Regions from separate parts of the Rattus norvegicus genome. Here region 1 is linked to region 2. A link is a contact called in public Hi-C data. All regions are on one chromosome and are shown on one strand. The core of a region is the stretch at or near the end of the contact, and the rest is flanking DNA. Distances in the headings are between cores, read along the strand shown. Region 1 holds the start of Mycbp (Myc binding protein). Region 2 overlaps Macf1 (microtubule-actin crosslinking factor 1).

Region 1 (5,742 bases), core at 3,183-5,682, 290 kb after region 2:
AAAACATAAAAAGCTAAAAGCAATAAATAAAAAGTGATGTAGACATTTCCCACTTCACCAAGTGTATGTGTTTTCTGTGTGAGTGAATCCTTCTTTCTTTTCTGGTTTACAAAGAGTTAACCCACCAAGTTAGTCAGGAACTCCTAGCAACTAGAAATAAATCCTTTACCTAATCTCCCTACTGTTAGCAGCAAGTGTCAGTAGATCCAGAGGCTTGCAGCGTCTGACTTCAGAGTAACTTAAAGTCAAGCTATGCGTATGTTATTATAGAAAACAACCCTAATATCTTGCAAGACCAAATCTTGTCCCTGCGGACACGCTTTCCCCCTCAGCTACCTTCAAGAGAGAACCAGAGCTCCGGAGCTGGCCTCTGGCAGTTGGGAAGATGACTAAGTGGGTAAAAGTACTTGCTTCACAAGCCTACTGCCCTGCAGAGTTTGATCTCTGCAACTCACTGAAACAGTCAGGTGTGGTAGCAAGCATGCATGGTCCCAGAACCCCTACAGCGAGATGGGAGGCACAGACAGGTGGGTTGGCAGCTAACTTGGTCGTGCCATCTTGTCTATGAGTCCAGCTGTCAGGCTATGCTTTGATGTGGTATTCTGTTATCCATGTATGCTCCTGTGTGCCACTTTTAGGTGTGATATGTTAGAGTTTAAAAAGCAGCCTATAAGTAAACAAATATAAATTCAGGTCAAATTCCTTCCAATTCCTAAGACCTAAGCAAATCTAAGTTTTTTTTTTTTTTTTTAAGTTTATAAGTTAAAAAGAAAAACAAGTTGGATAGTGGTGGCACACACCTGTAATCTCAGCACTTTGGAGGCAGAGGTTGGCAGATCTCTGGGAGTTCGAGGCCAGCTTAGTCTACAGAGCACGTTCTAGGACAACCAGTGATATAAACCTGGGCTGTCTCAACCTCCCCTCCCACTCAAAAAAAAATATCCAGGACTGATAATACATTATCTTGTGCTACTATTAGATACTTAAATGTCAATGCCTTAATTTCAAAACTGCGTTTTGGGTTTTCATTACAATAATCTATGCAAAAGTCGGTAAGTGTAATAAAAGGCTGATAGAACTGGACAGACAGGGTTTTGGGTTGTCCTTGGTATGATGTCCAGATTATATCCCAGAGAGTTAAGCAAGAGATATTACTGGGTATCAGGATTCCCATTTGCAGGTTCTTTTTTTTTTTTTTTTTTTGGTTCTTTTTTTCGGAGCTGGGGACCGAACCCAGGGCCTTGCACTTCCTAGGCAAGCGCTCTACCACTGAGCTAAATCCCCAACCCCCCATTTGCAGGTTCTTAGTCTTGTTGATAAAAGAATTTAAGATTTATAAGGAAGCTTGACCATTAGATTTTGAAAGAAAACCCATACGGCAGGCAAGCTACAATCTGTCAGCAAATGGGGGAGAAGAAAAAAGGGAGAGCAAAGGAGATTTCCTCATCTCATGCGGGCTCAACTCAGGAACCAGAGGCTCACAGTCCCAGGAAGCACCCAGTGAGTCAATGGCTCTGAGTCCTTGTCTGCAAACTTGGCATTCATGGCTGATAAAGGGCGAAGGGTTTGTTCTGTTTGAGACAGAATCTCAGCATGTGACTCAGGCTGGCCTTTCACTCGCAGAGATCTGCCTGCCTCTGACTCCTGAATGCTAGATGCTAGGATTAAAGGCGCATGTTGCCATTCTTAGTAGTGAAGGTTTTCTAATCACTTTTATTTTAAAATATTTCTGTTACATTTATTGTGCACGTGTGTGTGTGTGTGTGTGTGTGTGTGTGTGTGCGAGAGAGAGAGAGAGAGAGAGAGAGAGAGAGAGAGAGTGCTGGGAGAACATGTGGAGGTCAGATGGTACTTTGCAGTACTTTGATCTCCTCTCTATGACAGTTCCAGGGATCAGGCTTTCAAGTCAAGTGCCCTTATCCACTGAGTCAGCTCATTGGTCTACCTAAGATGAGTTTTGTTTTTTTTTTAAGAGCTTATTAAAGAGTAAAAGTTTAAAAAAAGAAGGATTTTAGTTTACTAAAGAAAGCAGAGGTTGGGACAAGAGCCAGATCTCCAGAGAGGGCCCAAGAGAGGACTATGGAAAAGGTTAGATTGGCTCCACGATAGGAGGTCCTAAGAAAGGAGAAAAAAATCCAGGGCTACACTGTAGGGGCTTTTTCCAGGATGTAAGGCAGAATCTGGACAAACACCAAGGGAATTTTATTGAGAGTTAATTCTCTGAGCATCACCTTCAGTCAGGGGAGAGCTTACCTGCTCTATACATGTTTCTCTGTTCCCAACCAAGGAGGTGACCGACCATTCACATTCACTGACTCTTCATTTGTTGCTCACTCAGAGGGGATGGGGGAGGGTGAAGCTCTGTCTTCCCTTGTCAGCTGTTGACCTGGCTTGTCTACTGGCCAGGTCACTAGTTGTTGATTTTAAAGATGGCGGTGGTCTCAGGCTATGGTAGGGTCCGCTAGTCATTAATTCAACTCTATTTTTGTCCTCACCTTTATGTAGTAAGCATGAGGTTCTATCAAAGAATCACCACGTACTTAGAGGGAGCTAACTCTTGCTGCAGTTAATACGATGCGGTTGCAGCTTTTGTTGGTTACCTCATATCCAGCTCCTTATGTACAGGAGTGTGGAGTAGCCTCTCTCCAGGTCAAGGGGAGCCATGCTTTGCCATAATTAAGCCGGTTACAACTGGCAGTATTAGGAGGTAGCACTATGAAAAGGTAACAATGCCTTACTTAGTTTCCTGGGATTGAGTTAGGAGGTCACACATGGTGAGACCCTGCCTCAAAACAACCCCTCCCCCCCAGACAAACAAATGTAAAAATCCCAAAAAGCCCAACTAAGAAAACTGGATGAGTCTGCAATGCCTGAGACCAGCGACTGGACCAGGGAGGAAGGGCATTACTGACAAGATCAAAGGGAGGCAGGCAGCACCCATCGAGAGGAACTGTGCTTTGTACTTTCTCTTCAGTTGGTGGTTGAAGCTGGGTTCATGACTGGACAGTTTTTTTCCACATGAGTTTAAGTTCTGTGGCTTCTCATGACCGAATATGATTTTTTTCTTAAGACCAAGAGAAAAGACAGTATTTTCGTTATTTGTGCAATATAGAGCCATCGTTTCGCTTTTCTTAAACAGTCTAAAAACTATGCAGCTAGGGGCCAGTAAGATGGTAGGTAAAGGCACTTGTCGCCAAGCCTGACAATCGTAATTCAATTACTGAGTCAGAAGGAGAGCAAGTCCTGTGAGTCTTGGATCTCCAACCGCACCGAGGCATGAATACCCTGCCCCAAAAAGGTGAGGATAGGGCCTTACATTGAAACAAGAACACAATGAATTCTTTGTTTTGTTTTGGAGACAGGGTCTCTCTGTGTAGCCTTGGTCATCTTGGACCAGGCTGGCTTCGAACTCAAGAGATTCAGCCGCCTCTCCTTTCCTCGCACTGAGACTAAATTCGTAAGCCACCAGCGCTCGGTGAATAGAATGACTTCTATTCAAAGACATCAAAACAATATCTAGCCAAGTAGCAGGCACAACAACAAATTCACCAAAGGGCCCTCTTCTGCACCCAGAAATGTTCTCAGTAAACAAAACAAAACAAACAAACCCAGCAGCATAGCCACATTTTAAATTCATCTTCTGCATGTAGGGTGGCTTCTGGATGGGTAAAGTGGGATAAGCATTTTTGAACGAAGGAGGAACTAGAGAGACATACATACTTAGTACTACCTATAATTATTTTCAACATAAATACATGCATAATATATGGAAAAGAACTTAATGTTAACTACCAACGGGGTAAAAAAAAAAAAAAAAAACAAAAAGAAAACTAATGACACAAAGGCAGGGAAAAGAATCACGACTTCAGAGGTCTTTCACCTAATCCAACATTACTGTAGAGATAAATTTTCTCCCAGCCAGCTGCTATCTGCAAACCGTACTGGGCTTACATGAGCACCCTGAACATGGAGTCCAAGAGAGATTCAAACTCTTTATATAGCTCAGGGTGACCTTGAACTTTTTCCTGTTTTGCTTTCACCTCTCCTGTGCTGGGTATTTTTCTGAGAGCCAAGAAACACTGAAACACCGGTTCCCCACCAAAGACCTAAAAGACAAGGAGTGCGCGACTACTACCACGTGGAGAGATGCTACGCTTAAAGCATCTAACTCCCGGACACACCCATACTGGGCCTCACAGGACGTTCGTTCGGCTTTACCGAAACCTCGCCTCTTGCTAGGCAACCGAATCTCCGCGGCGACCGGAACAGGAAGATGCGAGACTGCCCGGAACCGCGTAGGGCAGGCGCACGCAGTCTCTCTGGGCTCCGAGGAGACAAGGATACACAGCGTCCCGGTCGCCATGAAAACAGGCCACACCCCGGCGGTCCCGGCCCGTGCCTGCCCAGTGCGCAGACGCGCGCGCCGTTCCGCGCAGGAGCAGTGAGGCTTGGAGCCCGCCAGCCAGTGTCTCCGGCGCCAGCTACGCCGCTGTGGCTGTCACTATGGCCCATTACAAAGTGAGGGGGGCGCGGCGTGGCTCGGGGCGTGCGGGCGGCGCCGGGTGGGAGTTGGGGCGCGTGCAGGGCTTGGGGCCGGCGGCGGGGCGCGCCGTCTTCCTGCTCCGGCCCCGGGCTCCGGTCCCTGACCCGCCGTGTCTCCTCAGGCCGCCGACTCGAAGCGCGAGCAGTTCCGGAGGTACTTGGAGAAGTCGGGGGTGCTGGACACGCTGACGAAAGGTGAGCGGAGGCGGGCGGCTGCAGCCAAGGTCCGCGCGCTCTTGACCAGGTGGGGCCCGCCCGGGGACTAGCGAGGCCTTGGGGTCCCATGGGTTGAGCGCACACCGGCCGCGGGACTTTGCCTCACCCCCGTGGTCGCTCTCTGCCCGGGACTGAAACTCTTGCAGCTGTTGCAAAGTCTCTCCAACTTCCGTTGCTTTCCCTCGAGCAGTCGCAGTGGACACGTTAGCAAGAGACCTTGAGGTCCCAATTGCTCCCGCCGTATAGTGTGCGGGATTTTACAAATTTTTCCTTTGGACAAAGGCAACTAAGAAAATTACTGGATTTGAAAGTGGGTTATTAAGTGGCTCTAGTCCCCGAAGCTGGAGAGTATCACAGACAGTTTGGGCTGTGGCTTTTCAACTCTTTCAGCCTGTAGTAATTCCTACTTTGTGTAGATATCATAATTAAAGTGGAATTACAATTTGAAAAGTGCTTCAGAGCACATAAAAATGGCTATACTCTTTACTTTAAAACAATGGAAGATTACTTTTAAAGTGCATCCCTTCCTTTCTGGGAGTAAGGTTAGAGGGTATGGTGATTGAACCCAAGGATTCCCGGAAAGAGAATACAGCTAAACTGTCCTTAACAGTATATTGAATACCTGCTACATGTTGAGTAAGAACTCAACATTGCTTGGTGTTTCCAAGGGAATAGAATGGAATGGCTGGCAGGGATTGAACCCTTGGTCCTTTTGAGAATAGGAGGTGTCTGGGAAATAATTTTGTATCTGCTTTTTAGTGAAACAAAAGCTAGGGGAAAATTTGGAAGGACTTAGAAGAAAGCAGGGCTTTTAATTCTTTTACATGGATGAACTGACAAGTTAGAATTACTACTAATTTCCTTATGTAGTTTTGCAAGTCGATGTGAGCAACATATAAGGAACTGCTCTGTGAGACCACTGTACTTTGTGGCATCGGAAGTGTCACAGATGGCTTGGAATTCTGGTAAAAACCCCTCATGTTT
Region 2 (6,295 bases), core at 75-2,574:
ACCACAGGGGTTGGGGATTTAGCTCAGTGGTAGAGCACTGGGTTCGGTCCCCAGCTCCGGGGGAAAAAAAAAAGACCAAAAAAAAAAGAAGAAAACACAAAGTAACAAAGCCATAAAAATGGCTTCAGTTGTAAAGTACCTGGATACTATAAGGTCAGTTTCCTTTTTCTTTTTATTGGGTTTGGGGTGTTGTTGTTGTTGTTTGAGACATTCTTTCTCTGAGTAATAGCCTTGGCTGTCCTGGAACTCTGCAGACCTGACTGGCCCAAACTCACAGAGATCTACCTGCCTCCGCCTGGAATTTAAGAAGGAAGTGCTGGGATTAAAGGTGTGTGCCGCGCTCCTTCAATTCTTAAAAAGTTTCTTTTAAAGGCAAGGCGTGGTGACGTGCCTTTAACGTGAGTATTTACCAAGTAAAATTAGGGGAATAAAGAGTTCAAGGCCAGCCTCAGCTACTTAGTGAGTACCTGGGAAGCCAGAGCTTCCTGAATCAAACAAACAAACAAACAACAACAACAAAAAAAAAAAACACTAAAATTAAACAAAAGTAATTTTAGCACCGCTTTGGCTCCATTCTTGATCCAAGAACCTGACTGGGCATGGTTAGTACAAACCTGTAACCCCAGCACGTAGGAGGCAAAAAAGTAGGAGGCTCACTTGAGTTCTGGAGTTTGAGACCAGCTTGAGTAGCCAAGGAGAAATTTATCTTAAACAAAACAGATAGAAACATCTAACATCTGGAATAAATATTCTTCAAATACTCACTAAATCTGCAGAGTTCTTGATACAGGTTCCCAGCTTTTGCTGTGCTCCAATGTGAGTGTATGAAATGCATGTTATTCCTGCGCTAAGATACCTGCAAGGACGGGGAACTTGGTCTACTGTAGGCTTAGTGAGTCTCATCTGGAGCGGAAACTCCCAGTGACCCTGGGACAAACACAGACACAGAAGACTAAAGTGTGTAGCTAAGACAAAGATACCCTGTGTTGCATTTATTCTAGTAAAATGGATATAGAACCTCAATCATGCAAACCCAAGCTTATCTCAAAATATACACCCATGACATAGGAGGAAACAATGCTGGTCCAGTCAGATCAGTGTTCTCATGGAAAATAAATAGCATCACCAGAATCTGGCTAATCTATGAGCTGCCCTCACTGGAAGCCAGTGTTTGGTCTTTGTGATGAGTCCTCCCAGAGAGAAGAACAGACAGAATGTAGAGGCACTGTCTCTGACCCCTGACCGCCCCCCCCACCCCGCCCCCTACTCCCGTGGAGCTCAGAAGACCTGCTGCAGTCAGGGCATACTCTGCATGCCTGGTGAGTAATGCTTCCCCCAGTTCCTCCTCCCCTGCCCAGGACTGAGCAAGTCATAAAAGGAAACTGGGCAGCAATTTAAGCTTTAAAGAAAACACACAGCCAATCCTGAGGACAGAGACAGTTCTGTAAATAGTCTTTTCAAACACTGTAGTTCTTAGAACTGCTGTGAATTCATTGTAATGGCAGCTGGTAGCAATGCAGAAACAGGTGAAATGTCAATGAATAAAACAAGTCCTTCCCTGAAAACCGGAGGCCACAGCTTCTAATTTGCATAAAACCAAAATCGATGGGCACAAGGCAAAACAACCCAACCTAGAGGCTGGTTCTAGGTCATGCAACTGCTTTGTCCAGCTAATCCCATTATCACTGTCTGCCATCACAGTGCAAGGCCCTGTCCTGACATCTCTGAGGAAGGAAAATCTTTGTGTACCTGCCGCCCTCAAATGCCTACAGGAAAGCTAAGAAAAAGAACAGCATCTTCCTTTATTGATCAGTGAGCAAATGGCACCTTAACACTCAACAGCTCCAATTTAGACAACAGTTAAAGCTCAGTTTTCTTCAACTGATATATTTGGGGCTCTGACTCCCTAAAACATTAAATAATGGAGCTTACTCCAACAATCTCAAAGAGCTGTCAGGCAGGTGGGAAACTTTTGCAAGTTAACTTCAAAAACACTTCCTGGGGCTGGAGAAATGGCTGAGTGGTTAAGAGGACTAGCTGCTCTTTCAGTGGTCCTGAGTTCAATTCCCAGCACCCACATGGTGGCTCACAACCATCTATAAGTGTAGTCTCTAATGAATAGGCAAAAGCTTTCAACTAGGATTTAATAGTTACACTTTATTATTATATACAAAATTAATCATCTCAAATATGTTATGTCACAGGTTTTTGTTTTCTTGAAATCTAGCCCTTTTAGTACACATGCTCACACTTTTTCTCTCAGATACAATTCTTGAGTCTTAGGTGCTCATGTGTCTTGCAATAATACTATTATCCAGCCTTTTTTTTTTTTAAAACACAAAACCCAAAATAACCAAGCTCCCAGTTATAGGGTGAGGGTAGGGATTCTAATTTAGGTATACCTAAGTACTAAAGCTAAAATATGCAAAAGAATTTCTGTAAGAATTAAACATAAAGTACTCTCCGGCTAATCTTGGAATAATCAGAACATCTAATTAAACATACATCAGATCAGATGGATATAGTTAGCAAATAGAGAACTCAAGAGTGAGTTTATGGCTCTGGTTCTACACCTAGCTTATTAATGACATCCAACCACACTGCTTCCGTTACTGGATAATAGGATACGTTAACACTTTACATATTTAAATTCTTTTCTAGCTCAAAAGCTCTTCAGTTCCATGAAATATTTACTTCCTGGGTACTATGTTAACTATTACTGGTAACAAAAAAGACACTTATAGAGACAGTCCTATAGTGGCAATCCAGAGGGAAATAACATGTATATGTTATTTTAACTCAAAGCAGTATGAGAGCTATCCTGAGAATGGCAAGACTACAAGAACTTTGGAAGGAACTTTTAGAAACTTGGTTAAGGGCTCAAAGGGTGGCTCATGGGTTAAGAGCACTTAATGCTCTTGCAAAAGACCAGAGTTTGGTTCCTACCTTCAGTACAGTGGTTGACAATTGCCTATAACTTCAATTTCAGGGTATCTAATGACCTCTTCTGACCTCTGTTGTCACAAATACACATGGCACATACACACAGGTATTCTCAGGTATACATACACACATATAATAAAATGAATAAATCATTTTTTTGATTTCTTAAAGAAGGAAATTCAGTCAACAGCAGTGGGCTGTTGGAAAAGTCAGAAAAATCTTTGCATGTGAGGCTAGGCCTGGAAGATTATTGAGGATTTTCAAGCATCTGAAACAAAAGCTGACATTCCAAAAGGAAAATCTAATTGAGAAGAGAGAATGGAAAGAAAAGAATATACAAGTATTTTAGAATAAAGCTTCTGAATGGAGTGCTAGGAGAAAACAGAAAATCAGCTTCTTCCTAATTTTGGTCCATTCCTGGAAACTTTAGAAAAGTGACTGTAGGAATAAAGAAAAACCACAGCCTACAGAAATGAAAACACCACAAAAGTGATAAGCTGGAGAGTAATGAACAAATACTTTTTGAGTTTTTGTCCTTTAATTACCAGTATGGGCCTGTGACTGGGTGTGTGCATGTGAGTACAGGAGCTCTCGGAGGACAGATGTTGGATCCCTTGGAGAGGAGGTACAGCAAATAAGTACTGGGAGTCAAATCAGCTATCCTGAGCTAGAATAGCGCTGCTTTTATGCAACGTGACATCTCTCCAGCCCAAGAGTCACAGATTTACTTTTAGATAGAACTAGTAGGTGCAAGTCACAGTCTTGGGTTCAATGCCTGGCATTGTTTTAAAAAAAAACAAATCCTCAGATTTTGAAAGAAAAAAATGTTACATGTATTATTTTGTGTGGTGTGATGCATGTGTGTGACAGAGAAAAATCTTGATGGGAAACAGGCTCTCTGGCTTACCGCTCAAGGACTTGCAAGCAGACTAGGTTGAGCAGGAGTCTCAGGAACTTCAGTCTCTACCTCACCAGTGCTGGGATTATAGACAGGTGTCCTATTACAGCCAGCCTTTTTACACGAAGGCATCCTAGAACTCAGACTCAGGTCTTTGTGCTTCCAGAAGCTCGTCACCAAACTAGTTCTCTCTCCAACCCCTGGTTAATTACTCACCAGTCAGCTCCTTAAGGCCTACCACTAGAACATAAAACATTAAACTGGTGGCGGAAGGTGGGGGGAGGGTGGTAATGCGGCCCAGGTGACCCTTCTGTCTTACCCTGACACTGAACATTTTAAAGGGGATTCTAAGGTTACTGACAGCAACAAACCTGAACAACCTGAAGGAATTTACATGAAAAATAAGCAACAGTGGAAATAAAACAAGGCAAATTAGCTTAAATTTAAAACACACAAAAAAGCAACCAAAGAGCCAGGAGATGGGAGAGAAAGAGACAGTAACTCACCAGCCAGTGAGATGGCTCAGGAGGCCAAGGCAACTGCTGTACAAGCCTTTCAACCTAAGTTAATAGGAAAACCCCGGGTAAGCAGTCTCAGGAGAGGCTCCCAAGGCAAATCGAGGAAGCTGGGGCAAGGCATGGGACTTAGGAGTTGACCCACTTGGGCTGTTTGAAAGAACACCCTGAGTGTGGGAGAGATGGCTCAGCACTCCGGGTAGCCTTCTACAGGACCTGGGCTCAGTAACCCACACCTACATGGTGGCTCTAGTTCTAAGGGACCCAATGCCCTTTCTGATCTCCACCAGCACAGACATGTACATGATAGACATACATTCATACATGCATGCATACTTTCAGCCTAAACACTCACGACATAATATAAAAATAAATCTCTCTAAATTAAAAAATATAGCCATGGAGGAGGGCACTCGGGGTAGAGGAAGTTTGGCTCACATGCTTGAGGACTCAGGCTTGATTCCTATTACTGGAAGGATGTGGTTTGAACCACGGGTAGAGTCACACAAAAGAGGACTCTGAGGCTGGGCTATAATGAAGTTCCAGGACAGCTTTGGATACACCACGAGACCTCACTTAAAAAAAAAAAGTTACAACCAAGGTTGGGCTGGATTAATAAAAGTCTTAAACGAAAAGTTTGGCATCTATCTTATAGTCTATAGAATCTTTTGGAGGGAGGGAGGGAAGGAGGGAGGGAGGGAGGGAAAGATCATTAATGCCCTAGCTAACTGGGGCTTCAGAGCGCTCTCCAGTACAGGTCAGTCAATGCTCCACTTCTCCAGTGGAGATTCCAGGTACAAGAACGTATGAGGCTCCAAACTCTTTCTGCTCAGACACATCTGACCTGGTTAAGCAAAGGATGACTTGTAAGACTTCCTCACAAAGATCACCTTTGGGGAGCTCCCAAGCTAAACTTACCCTAGACCTTTGGGAGCACTTCTCCCTGAGACCTTTGGCACTTCAGGTTAAAGCTCTGGTAATGATCTGTTTCTTTCACAGAGAAAGGAGGGAGAAGTGCGGCTGGCAAGGAGGAGAGTCAGCACCCTTCTGTCAGTTACCTGATGCAGTCCCTCCTGCCTCACTTCCTTCAACTCCAGTGATCAGTTTTCTACTCACAGTGCACCCACTGCCTAAAAGTTCTGTCTAAAAGTAGAGGTCATGACTGACGAGCCAGGAGGTGTCAGGTGAAGACATTATCAAAAAATAAATAAATAAATAAATAAATAAATAAATAAATAAATAAATTTAAAAAAAGCAACATTTTCTCCTCTTGCTTTCAAAATGCATTTCTCAGCTCTTGCTTCTGATAGATCCTCAAGAGAAGTAATATCTTCCAGGTTGGAGGGTGGCCCGTGCAGCCTAAGTCCATATGCTATGCACCTTCTGATGAAGAATAGCAATTGATACCGCTGAACATCTATCTCCCTAAGACCTTCCTTAAGAGGCCTGAAATTGAAACAAGCTAACAAGTAGTTCTTTCCTGTAATGTAAACTGATTTAACCTCTAACTGTACAATCATATACACATAGTGCTGACTAGGAACATACTCGTGAAATCCTAATGAAAGTAAAAGTCTGAGTACTTAACCAACTTTAGTGCTTCGGCAATATGAAAAGTAGCAAAAGCCATTTATCCTTAATAGCTCTACCAATGTTAACCACTGGAGGGTGCTCTACTCAAAAAAACCAGTGAGGGTGGAAAAACAGGTTAGCATAAAGATCAAAGTCTTCAAAACAGTGGAGGGACAACTTTGGGCAATAAGGTAGCACCCCTGGCTTCTGATGTCATGGCAATTCCCTGTGTTTATGTCAAAGAAAGTGCCACACCTCTAAGTCAGCAGCCAAAAGTATGTGAGACCCAATTCCAAGACACAGACCTGGCTAGCTAGAGAATGCTGCAGAGTGAAAGAAACCACATGGGATTACAGCACGTTAAAGA

The links. Hi-C and Micro-C count contacts between places; a contact is called where the count stands out from the background.
Region 1: a contact with region 2 is called in a Hi-C map of mammary epithelial cells, with 2.2 times the contacts expected there. The contact joins the promoter of Mycbp here to the enhancer-like site in region 2. A contact is called at or near these places in 2 of 12 Hi-C or Micro-C datasets (frontal cortex and mammary epithelial cells).

The regions. Positions count from the first base shown.
Region 1 is chr5:141,416,295-141,422,036 of GRCr8, forward strand. Mycbp (Myc binding protein) reads left to right here and starts at 4,433. Exons shown (of 5, transcript NM_001271324.1): 1 at 4,433-4,518; 2 at 4,665-4,737. The coding sequence starts at 4,504.
Region 2 is chr5:141,129,642-141,135,936 of GRCr8, forward strand. The region is part of intron 2 of Macf1 (microtubule-actin crosslinking factor 1); the gene reads right to left. Among named protein-coding and RNA genes, the nearest start is that of Macf1, 100 kb to the right of the region's middle. Within about 2 kb of position 1,325, at least 14 of the 93 cell types and tissues checked have an H3K27ac peak or open chromatin away from gene starts, as enhancers often do.